Linked DNA regions of Arachis hypogaea: region 1 is linked to region 2. A link is a contact called in public Hi-C data. All regions are on one chromosome and are shown on one strand. Each heading gives the region's core, a stretch centred on a gene start, on an enhancer-like site or on the middle of the called end of the contact. The rest is flanking DNA. Distances are from core to core; before and after follow the strand shown. Region 1 holds the start of LOC112775428 (glycogen synthase kinase-3 homolog MsK-1). Region 2 holds the start of LOC112776299 (protein FATTY ACID EXPORT 1, chloroplastic).

Region 1 (5,080 bases), core at 2,357-4,856, 170 kb after region 2:
TAGTCTTTTTACAATTAATGCTAAAAGATATTTTTCTTTTAAAAAAAATAATCAAACAACTTTAATTCTAAAGGGATATTTGAGTGTTTTAAATATTAATCCTAAAAGATTATTTTAAACTTTCTAATATTAATTCAAATTTTTTATTTCAATTTTTTCATAAATTCAAACAAATTTAATTAATATTATAAGAGTTTTTTTGTCTTTCTAAAAGTAATGCTAAAAATAATGTAGTATTAATATTTTATAATTTAACTATAGGGTTTTTTTAATAAATAATTTAATTATTTTAGTTATCAAAATATGTAATTTGTAACATATTTATTAATTTATATCACATATATATATATATATATATATATATATATTAAAAAAGTACGATTAAAATAATATCAATAATAAAATTGATATTATTTTAATAGTGGTTTTTTTTATAATAATACATATGATATCTATATTTTTTCAAATTTTATATATATACGGAATACGGTAAATAAAATAAATCAATATGATGTAAACTGATAAATATACTACAAATTATATATTTTAGTAAATAAAATAATTAAATTATTTATTTTAAAAATTTCTTTTAATTATAAGACTATTTTTAAATTTTATTTTATTTTAAATATTTTTAATTAATTAATTTATTTAAGCAGTAAAAAGATACCGTAGCATATTTTCTTTTGCTTGCTACTAGGGGTGGCAAATGGGCTTAAATCCGCCATGTCGGCTCGCATAACTTGTCAAAAAAGGTGGATTGGGTTGGAAAATTAGGACCGTCAAATAGCAAAAGTCCGTCTAACCCGCACCACTTAAACCGCGAATTTTGGTGGGCTTTGGTAGGGCGGGGTAGGGCAGGTTTTCCTGCCGGATTTAGTATTTTTTTGGTAAGGGGGTATTTTTGTAATTTTTTGGCCAAATCCAATTTTTTCTAACCCAACTTACAAGAAAATGAAGATAAAAATTGAGTATTTTAGATTATATTTATTTTATTTTAGAGACAATGTTTATAATTACAAAAACTTTAATAGTTATGATATAAAAATTATAATTTTTTTATACTTTTAAAAATTATAAATTTATTAAAATAATTATAAAATTATATATATTATTTAATAATTAATAATAATAATAAAAAGAGAAAATTTAGAGAGTTTAGCCCATCAATCCACCGTTAGACAAAACAAAATAAAATTTCAAAACCGCCTCATTAAACCAAACGAGGCAGGCCGGCCCACCAAAAAACAAGCTTTCGCCTTTCGGCGAGGCATAACGGAGCGGGGCGACTTGCCACCCCTACCTGCGACTATAATGAGTGTCAAATGGCAATGCCTCGTCGCTTTTACTTAACAAAATAACATCATATAGTTCATAGGCACCAGTTGTAGGATACGACTTCCATTAAATGTCTCCTTCAAATTTCATAATTTTCATTTTTCAATCAACATTTTCTTTAAAATTTTAAAATTAAATAGTTTCTCTCACTCTCTCCATTTATTTATATTCTTTTTTTTGAGTAATGCACGTACGTGACAGTCATACTAGGTCAAATTCGTGATAAGTTTTTCAAGAATGAGAAGTTAAATACTCATTTATATAGCCAACCCATGAAATTTTTAAACTAACCCGATAATGTTAGATACTTAAAATAATGTAAATTAGTGTTGACCCTTATTTATTTAGGTCCCCATTGAGAAGATCTACGAGTAATGTTTTTTTAATTTTTAACATAAAAATTTATAGTCTTAATATTTGACATAATTTTTAAAATTAATTTATAACCTTTTAGAGTGTTACACACAAAATTCTAGGATAAGATATGAATTTTTCTAACCCCTAGCCTAGATCCCCATAAAAAGTTTTGCTCTAAATTGTTAATGGAATTACACACTTTATTTAGTAACAGAGCTACATGCATAAAATGGTAGGGTTAATTTGAGCCACCGATTTGCAAAGAATAATTGATTTTGCGCTTGAAAGAAGAAAATGACGTTTAAATTTTTTGAAAATTTCAATTTTTAGTTTGGTTATTTTTTTTTTTACTTATGAAAACAGAAGTAATTTCATATTTAAAATAATGTTTATAAAAAATAACAATTTTTAATTTATCTGTTTTATTAATTGATAGGAGTGGCAATAAGGTGGATAAGGACGAGTTTTTGTTTTATCTGATTTTGTCTCATTCTCTTTTTATTCTACTACTACCTGTCTTACAATAGACTGCTTTAGTCTAATTTGTTCTATTTCTATCCGTTTTTATAAAAATTAAATAATATTTTAATTTTTACATATTCATATATAAATTAAGATAAAAACTTAAATTTATACTTAAATTAAAATACAAACATAAAATTCATACAATATCAAATAACTTGAAATTAAAAAAAGTTAATGTTGATTACTATAAATTTGACACTATAATAAAAAAAATTACATTAGTAAATATAAAAGAGTCTTCAATCTTATCTTTGATCACTTTCTACATCTTCATCATCATAAAAAATTTGAAGGTCAAGATTCAATCTTAAAAATCAAAAGAAATAGCAATTACTAAATTAATTAGTATTAAGTACAAAATTAATATAAATGGATATTAAGTAACATATCATCTTTATTCTCTAAGGCTGTCCACAACCAACTTTGGCCATAAATCAAAGTTTTAGTTATGTTTTCTTTGAGCTTTCTGCGTTGAGGAGAAATTACACGACTACTTGTACTAAAAACAGATTCAAAAGCAACAGTAGACACCGGAATAACATATATATTCTTGGTTATTTTTGCAAGAACTTTAAATTTCATTTGATTGTTCTTCCACTATTTCAAAATATTAAAGTTAGAATCATTTGGAGGATGAATTTCTTCCTCAAGATAATGATCAAACTAAACATTCACACATGAACCCTCAGTCATTTTTTTCTTTTAAGATACCCCATATAATCATCACTCCCAAATAGGCTTACATTTTCACTTTTATAAATTTCTTTTATACCAACATGTGATGTGACACATCCAAACTCATTTTTTGATTGTATTCATTACCAACTCATTACACTACACAATTGATGAATTCTATCAAATTGCTTAGAATATTCTATTGGATCTCGATACATTTTTTTAAATTGAAACTCAATTCCAACCATCTTTGTCGTAACCTATCTCATTTACACGGTAAACATAATAACTCTTTATCTATCTCGTTTACAGTGTAAACAAAATAAGAATACACGTATCTCGTTTATACTGTAAACAAAATATACATATCATTCTTTTCGTGTGTTATCTTATTTACAGTATAAACGAGATACAAATTTTAAATAAAATATATGTATTCTTATTTTGTTTACATGTAAATGAGATAAAAGATATAATAGATTTTCGTAAAAATATTAAAATCGTATATTTTAATAAAAAAAATATTATTTTATTTATTTAAAAAAAATCCCCCATAAAATACTCAAATTAATTCGAATTTAATCAAACTCGGTTAATCCCAGTCTCATGTGGACCCTTTCTTGTAATATCCATTTTGGATTGTTATTATCTATTCTTTTTCCCCTACCAATTTAGTTACATATATAGAAGTGACTTTGAAGTTTGAACTTTGGAACTTTGAACGGTCAAAAGAGTAAGAAAGAGAAAGACCAAACCAGGCCTGATACAGTACACACATACACACAGATTTTTCCTTTTTTAAATTTCCACCACCCTCCCCAAAAATTAATACTACTAAAAAATAAATAAAAATATAATAAATAAAATAAATATGACTGGTTTTGTTCTTTGACTGTCACCAGCGCATTCTAGCACACCACACAAAAAGGCAGAAACTGTTTCCTCACACAAAATACGAAAAAAAAAAAAAAAGAAAAAGAAAAGGGAAGCCAATCCCCAAATCACCACCACCTGATGGATTTCTTTTGATCCTTTCCAAGCTTCGTTTTCCACTTCCTCCATTTTTTTCCATTCCGAAGAGTGTATATCTTCTATCTCTCTTTCTCTCTCCATTTTTTGTGTGTATATATTTATGCCGTAGCTTTTTTATTTTAATTTTTTTTTACACCCCCAAAATTTCCGTGGTTCGCTTTCTCATCGATGTAACCACGTATGCTGGAGTTTCCACGTATGCTGGGGTTTTACTATGTTTGTTTTGCACATTAATTTTGTTCTGTGTTCGGATCGGGCTGTTTCGCTTTCTGTTACGGGGATCTTCAGTTAGGGATTTGATTTTCTTTTATTTATTTTTTTTTCTGGCGAGGTATGTGATCTCAATGGTGAACTTTCCGTTTGTATTGTGTGGAGTTCTGCGTGATTGATGGCTCATTAAATTTATGTTTTTTGTTGTTCATTTTTTACCCAAAACGAGCTTTTAGGTTTTGTATTTATTTATTGTTGTTATTATTAAATATGCTCTTTTTAATTTTCTAATTTTAATTTTCCTGCTTGTTTGACTCTGTAAAAGATGTAACCTTTAAATTTGAGATTCAGTTTCCACGTCTATCCGTCAACTGCAGAATTGCTTTCCATGATTGTTTATTTATTTTTTTGTTTATATATACACGAAAAAGAATATTTTTTTCCGGTATGCTGCTAATGTAATTGATTTCTTGGGGCAGGTAAAAGATTATTATGCGAGTAGTTTTGTGAGCTGCTAAAAAGAGAAACGGATTTCAGTGAAGATGGCATCTGTTGGTGTTGCACCAACTTCAGGTTTGAGAGAACCCAGTGGTCATGCCGCAGCTGGTGTTGATAGATTACCAGAGGAAATGAATGATATGAAGATTAGGGATGATAGAGTATGTCACCTTTTTTTTTTATTATACAATAGCTGTATTTTTTTTTAGTGCAGGTTTGATTGTAATGTTTGTTAGATAACCTTGTTAAAACTTGCTTAATCCTTTAGGAAATGGAAGCCACAGTTGTCAATGGGAATGGAACAGAGACGGGGCATATCATTGTGACTACCATTGGTGGTAGAAATGGTCAGCCAAAGCAGGTATATATACCTTCTTCACTTTGATTCCCTTACTGTCAAATGTGGTTTGAAATGATTTTAATGTGCTGTGCTTATATTGTGGTG
Region 2 (5,118 bases), core at 1,082-3,581:
TTCTACCACCCTAACAAGTAGCAGCAGTAGCGAGTTAAAGTGAAAGTGGGTTAAAATTTATTACTGAAGCCATGGTTGCTTGATGTCACAGAATCAATTTGTTTTATTTGTCATTGCATTGATTAGAAGAAGGGGAGAAAGGAAGGAAGAGGAAGAGAAAGGATTTACTGATCAAATTGAGGAGGAGGAAGAAGAAGAGGAAGGAGAGATGAGGAGGAGGAGAAGGGTGGTGGTGGTGGTGGTGAGGGTGGTGGGGTTGGAAAGGTATGATTGAGAGTGGTGACAATGAGGTGGTGGGAGGTTCAAATATTGAGGAGGAGGAAGAAGAAGAGGGAGAAGAGTAAAACAACGTCGTTTAGGCGCAAACAGCAAAACGACATCGTTTAATTGTGCCATGTCATCTCTCCGGTAACGAAAATGGACGGAGAGACCAACTTGAGTCATGCATTAAAGTTTTAGTTTAGGGCACAATTTGGGTCGAGTTAAGCCCCACTTTGATCCTTGAGATTGGCGAGTTGCACTGATTTAGTCCCTAACTTTTCAATTGTTACAATTTCTTCCCCAAATTAAAAAAATGCACCAATATAGTCTCTCGTGTATTTTTCGTCGTTGGAACTCAACACCGTTAGTGACATGGCTCAAACCTTGCCACGTTGGACATATTAAAACGATACAATACGTATTTTGGCACTAAAGAAGGCACTAATCGACGTCGTTTGAGAAGTTTAATAATTAATATTGTTCAAAAGGGAAGGTAATATTTTAGTATTGTTCAAACCTTAAAATAATATCATTTAGTGCCTTCTTTAGCGCCAAAATAAGTACAACGTCGTTTTAATATGTCTAGTGTAGCAAGACTTGAGCTATGTCACTAATAACGTTAAGTTTCAACAACGGAAAATACACGAGAGACTACATTAATACACTTTTTTAAATTTTAAAACTAAATGATAGCAATTAAAAAGTTAGAGACTAAATCAGTATAACTTACCATTTTCAGAAATCAAAATAAAATTTAACTCAATTTGAATCAGTTAAAAATTTAAAAGCTAAATTGAATTGAGAATCAAATTTTTGGGTTAACCACAAAAAATGTCTCTAAATTATTCAAACGCTGACAAAAAATGCATTTGAATTTTACTATCGACAAAAATGCCTTTAAATAATTTAAAAACGCGACAAAATGTCCAACAGTAAATATATATTTTCAAAAACTACTTTAGAGATTGAATTTTGATGTAATTTTTTGCAAGAATAATTAAAAAAATGAGATATTATTATTATTCTTAAAATTTTGTGATTTTTTTCTAAGTATATTTATTTTGTGATTTTTTAAAAGTATTATTAGTTGTTAACAAAAAAATTACAAAAAAATATATACTAAACAAAAAATATCAAATTTTAAGGATATTAATATCTCATCTTTTTAATCATGCTTGCAAAAAATTATATCAAAATTCAATCTCTAATGTATTTTTTTGAGAAATACATATTTAATGTTAGATAATCTTGCAAAAAAACTAACATTAAATATGTATTTCTCAAAAAATACACTAGAGATTGAATTTTGATACAATTTTTTGTAAATATAATTAGAAAAATGAGATATTATTATTTTTAAAATTTGGTAATTTTTTTGTTAAGTATATATTATTTTGTGATTTTTTAAAAGTATTATTGGTTGTTAACAAAAAATTATAAAAAATATATATTTAACGAAAAATCACTAAATTTTAAGTATAATAATATTTTATTTTTATAATCATGCTTGCAAAAAATTACATCAAAATTCAATTTTTAAGATATTTTTTGAAAATATATATTTACTGTTGGGTATTTTTGTTGTGTTTTTAAATTAAGATAAAATATACTTTTTGTCCTTAAATTTGACAAAAGTTTTAAAAATACCTTTAAGTTTTATTTTATTTTATTTTAATTTTGTTCCAAAAATTTTCGATTTGCATCAAATATACAATCAACGGCTAAATTTTCAAAAAATTTAAAACCAATCTAACAATAATGCATAAAAATTATGTTTAATTTGCTTGTGTTGAGGGTTGTTCTTATGAAATTGTTGTTGAATTAATCTTAAATTTTTTGAAAAATTAGCCGTCAAGAATATATTTGATGCAAATAAAAAAGTTTTAGCACAAAATTAAAACAAAATAAAATTTATGAATATTTTTAAAACTTTTGTTAAATTTTAAGAACAAAAAGTATGCTTTACCTTTTAAATTATTTAAAATAATAAAATTCAAATATATTTTTTTGAGCATTTAAATAATTTGATGATATTTTTGGTAGTTAACCCCTTTAGAAACTATTTTGAGTATTCACCCCCTAAACCACTCTTCTTTAAAATGTTACTTGAGCCTAAACAATCCTCATTTCACATTTCAGCCTCTTGTAGGTGCTGCACTCTACCCTTCCCCCTCCTCACCCACCCCCAGAGATCAGAGACACCACTCGGCCACCCCTTCTTCCTTGACCACCACCGGAGACTGCTCGGCGGAGATTGCCCGTCTTCCTTGCGTTCATCCCTCTTCGTCGCGTTCTTCCTCTCGCCACTGTTCCTCGCGTTCATCGCTCCCTCTTCGTGGTTCAGACGTTTTCGCCGCCTCGCTGCCTCGCATTCTCGCCCTCAGTCGTACTCAGTTCCTGTCACATCTCCGTCCTCCTTTCAGTTCCCGTAGTCAGTCCGTGGTCCTCTGTTCTCGCCGCCTTGACGTCCTCCTGCTTGCCGCCTTGCCGTACTGAGTTCCTGCCACATCGCCGTCCTCCGTTCTGATCGGTTCGCCATCCTCCTTTCATCGAATCAGGCTTCATTGTTCAGGACTGCCGGTAATTTTTTTATGAAGATCATTTGAATGTTGTGAAGATCATTTGAACGGTGAATTGTGAATAATTGTTTTTGGCAGTTTCTAAACTAATTGAACTGTGAATTGTGAATAATTGTGGATTGGTTGTGGATATAAACTAACTGTTTTTGGCAGTTTCTAAGTCAGTGCTAGTACCACTAGAAGAGTATATAAAACTCAGAAGTATGAAATCCAAAAGAGTGTAGGATTTTATAATTTAGTTCTCTGTAATATTACTTGTTCAGTTGTTGTGTGATGCTGCTGTTATTGTTTATATGTCTAAAAGAATTAGATATCTTGAATTAGATAAATGCCGCAGATCCGCGGATATCATCTGACCCATGAAGGCATTCACTAAGTGCTGAGCCTCCTCAGCTCCAATCAGTGCACTCATTCTTTGCTGCCAATCAGTTGTTATATATTCTTATGATGTTTACCTAGCTAACACAATATAATATTCTTCCATCACTTTTAACTTGTTTTAAATTTTTAATTGTTCACTATGTTGTCTATAAGCGAATGTTGGGTTGCTGTATTTAATTGTTCTTGTTGTTATTGTAATACAAATTCTTCTGATTTGAAGGCTTTCTTTCTTATTCTGAATATATATAAGCCTGCGTTTGGCTTAAATGAACTTCTCTAAGATGCTGGTTCTATATAAAGAATATATAGTTATATACAGTGTGGTAGAATTCTTGTTCCTGTTCTTGTCCTTTTGATTGTTGGGTTGCTAAATTTTTAACTAATTTTTTGTTGTTGCCATTTTATATTTGGTTATTTCTTTTGTTATTTGACTTTTGAATTTGTATTTGGATGAGATTGTAACATTTTGGTTGATATAATACTTTTTAATTTGAATGATATTTTAAGATTTATATTAGATTAAATTATGTTTTAATGTATTTATTTATATTTTAATCATTATTTTATTATAAAACAGCTATACTGGTTGAACCACACTTGAATTGGTTGAACTAGTAAACCGATGAACTAATAGCTTGAACGGTTTGATTACCAGTTCGTCACTTCGGTTTTCAGAACCTTGTGTGTGATTTTCCCAATTTCAATTCCAATCAACTGTTGCGGTGGCCGGGATCAGATGACATCAGCTACGGCTATGGCTGCTACTGTCTCTCACATTCACCCTCAGCTCTCTTGCTCCGCCTCCCTTCACTCTCACCGCACACTGCTTCGACGTTTCCACCTTCCATCTCCTTCCGTTCGCTCCAAGGTCTCACACACTCTCTCTCTACTCTTCAACACCTTCTCTAACTCTATTCAACATCTATCAATTTCAAATTCTTAGGTTTTTTTTTTATTTTTAAAGGAGATAGATAGCTAACTAGCTGAGTTTCAGAATTTAGCTCGGATTGCATGCAAATGTCTTTAGATTTTGTGCATTTTGTTCTTTGTCAGTAATGTCCATAGATTCAAATCAAATTACTCAGATCTAAAGAAAGGCTTCCCAAAATCATAGCTTGCCTAGTTGAATTCTTGCGTCAAGAATATATAATATTTTAATCGATTCTACTTAAGTAGCAATCACAGGATAATTGCCTTTTTTGTCTGATTAAATGGAGAATTCACCTTTTTACGTTTGGAAGGTTCATGGATTAGTTCATCACTATATTTAGTGTTGAAGATGTTCCTTCCTAATGGAACTCCTGCCTTACAATTTGTTCGATTATATTCGAGCTCTGATCTTTGCATATAGGTATTGTTTCACTGAACTTAGTGGAAATCATAGTGAATCTATATGCTTTAATTGAATATGCCACTCCTGTCCTTTGAGATTGTGGGGGATGGTGCTAGACTTTTATAGTAAGTTATAACTTATAAACATGCTTGCGCTGCATAAGTAATGTACTTTTTGCTAAATGAAAACATACTAGAGCAATTGTTTGGTATCAATACTAAAACAGCAAGCATATGTCATATAGTTATCAGTTGTTATGTGTCTGGAGAGGCATAGCACAGATACTGCCGGTTCTGATACCAAAACTACACTAAGTTATGCAACTGATGCAAAAGAAAACCATGATACTGAAAAGATAAGCTCCGGAGAGACAGCAACAGAGGGCATCAGTCAACAGAAAGGGACTGCGAAAATTCACGATTTTTGTTTAGGCATTCCCTTTGGTAAGTTTCATTGTTTGATATTTCACTTGTTTAGTAACTTTATTGTTAAACTATGTTTGCTTTTGTGATGGTGGATACATACTTTTGCTGAATTTCTCTTTAACCCAACTAGTTATCAGTG

What was found. A called contact is a pair of places that touch in the nucleus more often than the background predicts.
Region 1: a Hi-C map of leaf shows a contact between it and region 2, with 2.0 times the contacts expected there. The contact joins the promoter of LOC112775428 here to the promoter of LOC112776299 in region 2. A contact is called at or near these places in 3 of 8 Hi-C or Micro-C datasets (leaf and an unstated tissue).

The regions. Positions count from the first base shown.
Region 1 is chr19:29,568,712-29,573,791 of arahy.Tifrunner.gnm2.J5K5, forward strand. LOC112775428 (glycogen synthase kinase-3 homolog MsK-1) reads left to right here and starts at 3,607. Exons shown (of 13, transcript XM_025819031.3): 1 at 3,607-3,977; 2 at 4,617-4,796; 3 at 4,904-4,996. The coding sequence starts at 4,680.
Region 2 is chr19:29,402,800-29,407,917 of arahy.Tifrunner.gnm2.J5K5, forward strand. LOC112776299 (protein FATTY ACID EXPORT 1, chloroplastic) reads left to right here and starts at 2,332. Exons shown (of 7, transcript XM_072227528.1): 1 at 2,332-2,841; 2 at 3,877-4,089; 3 at 4,799-4,997. The coding sequence starts at 3,958.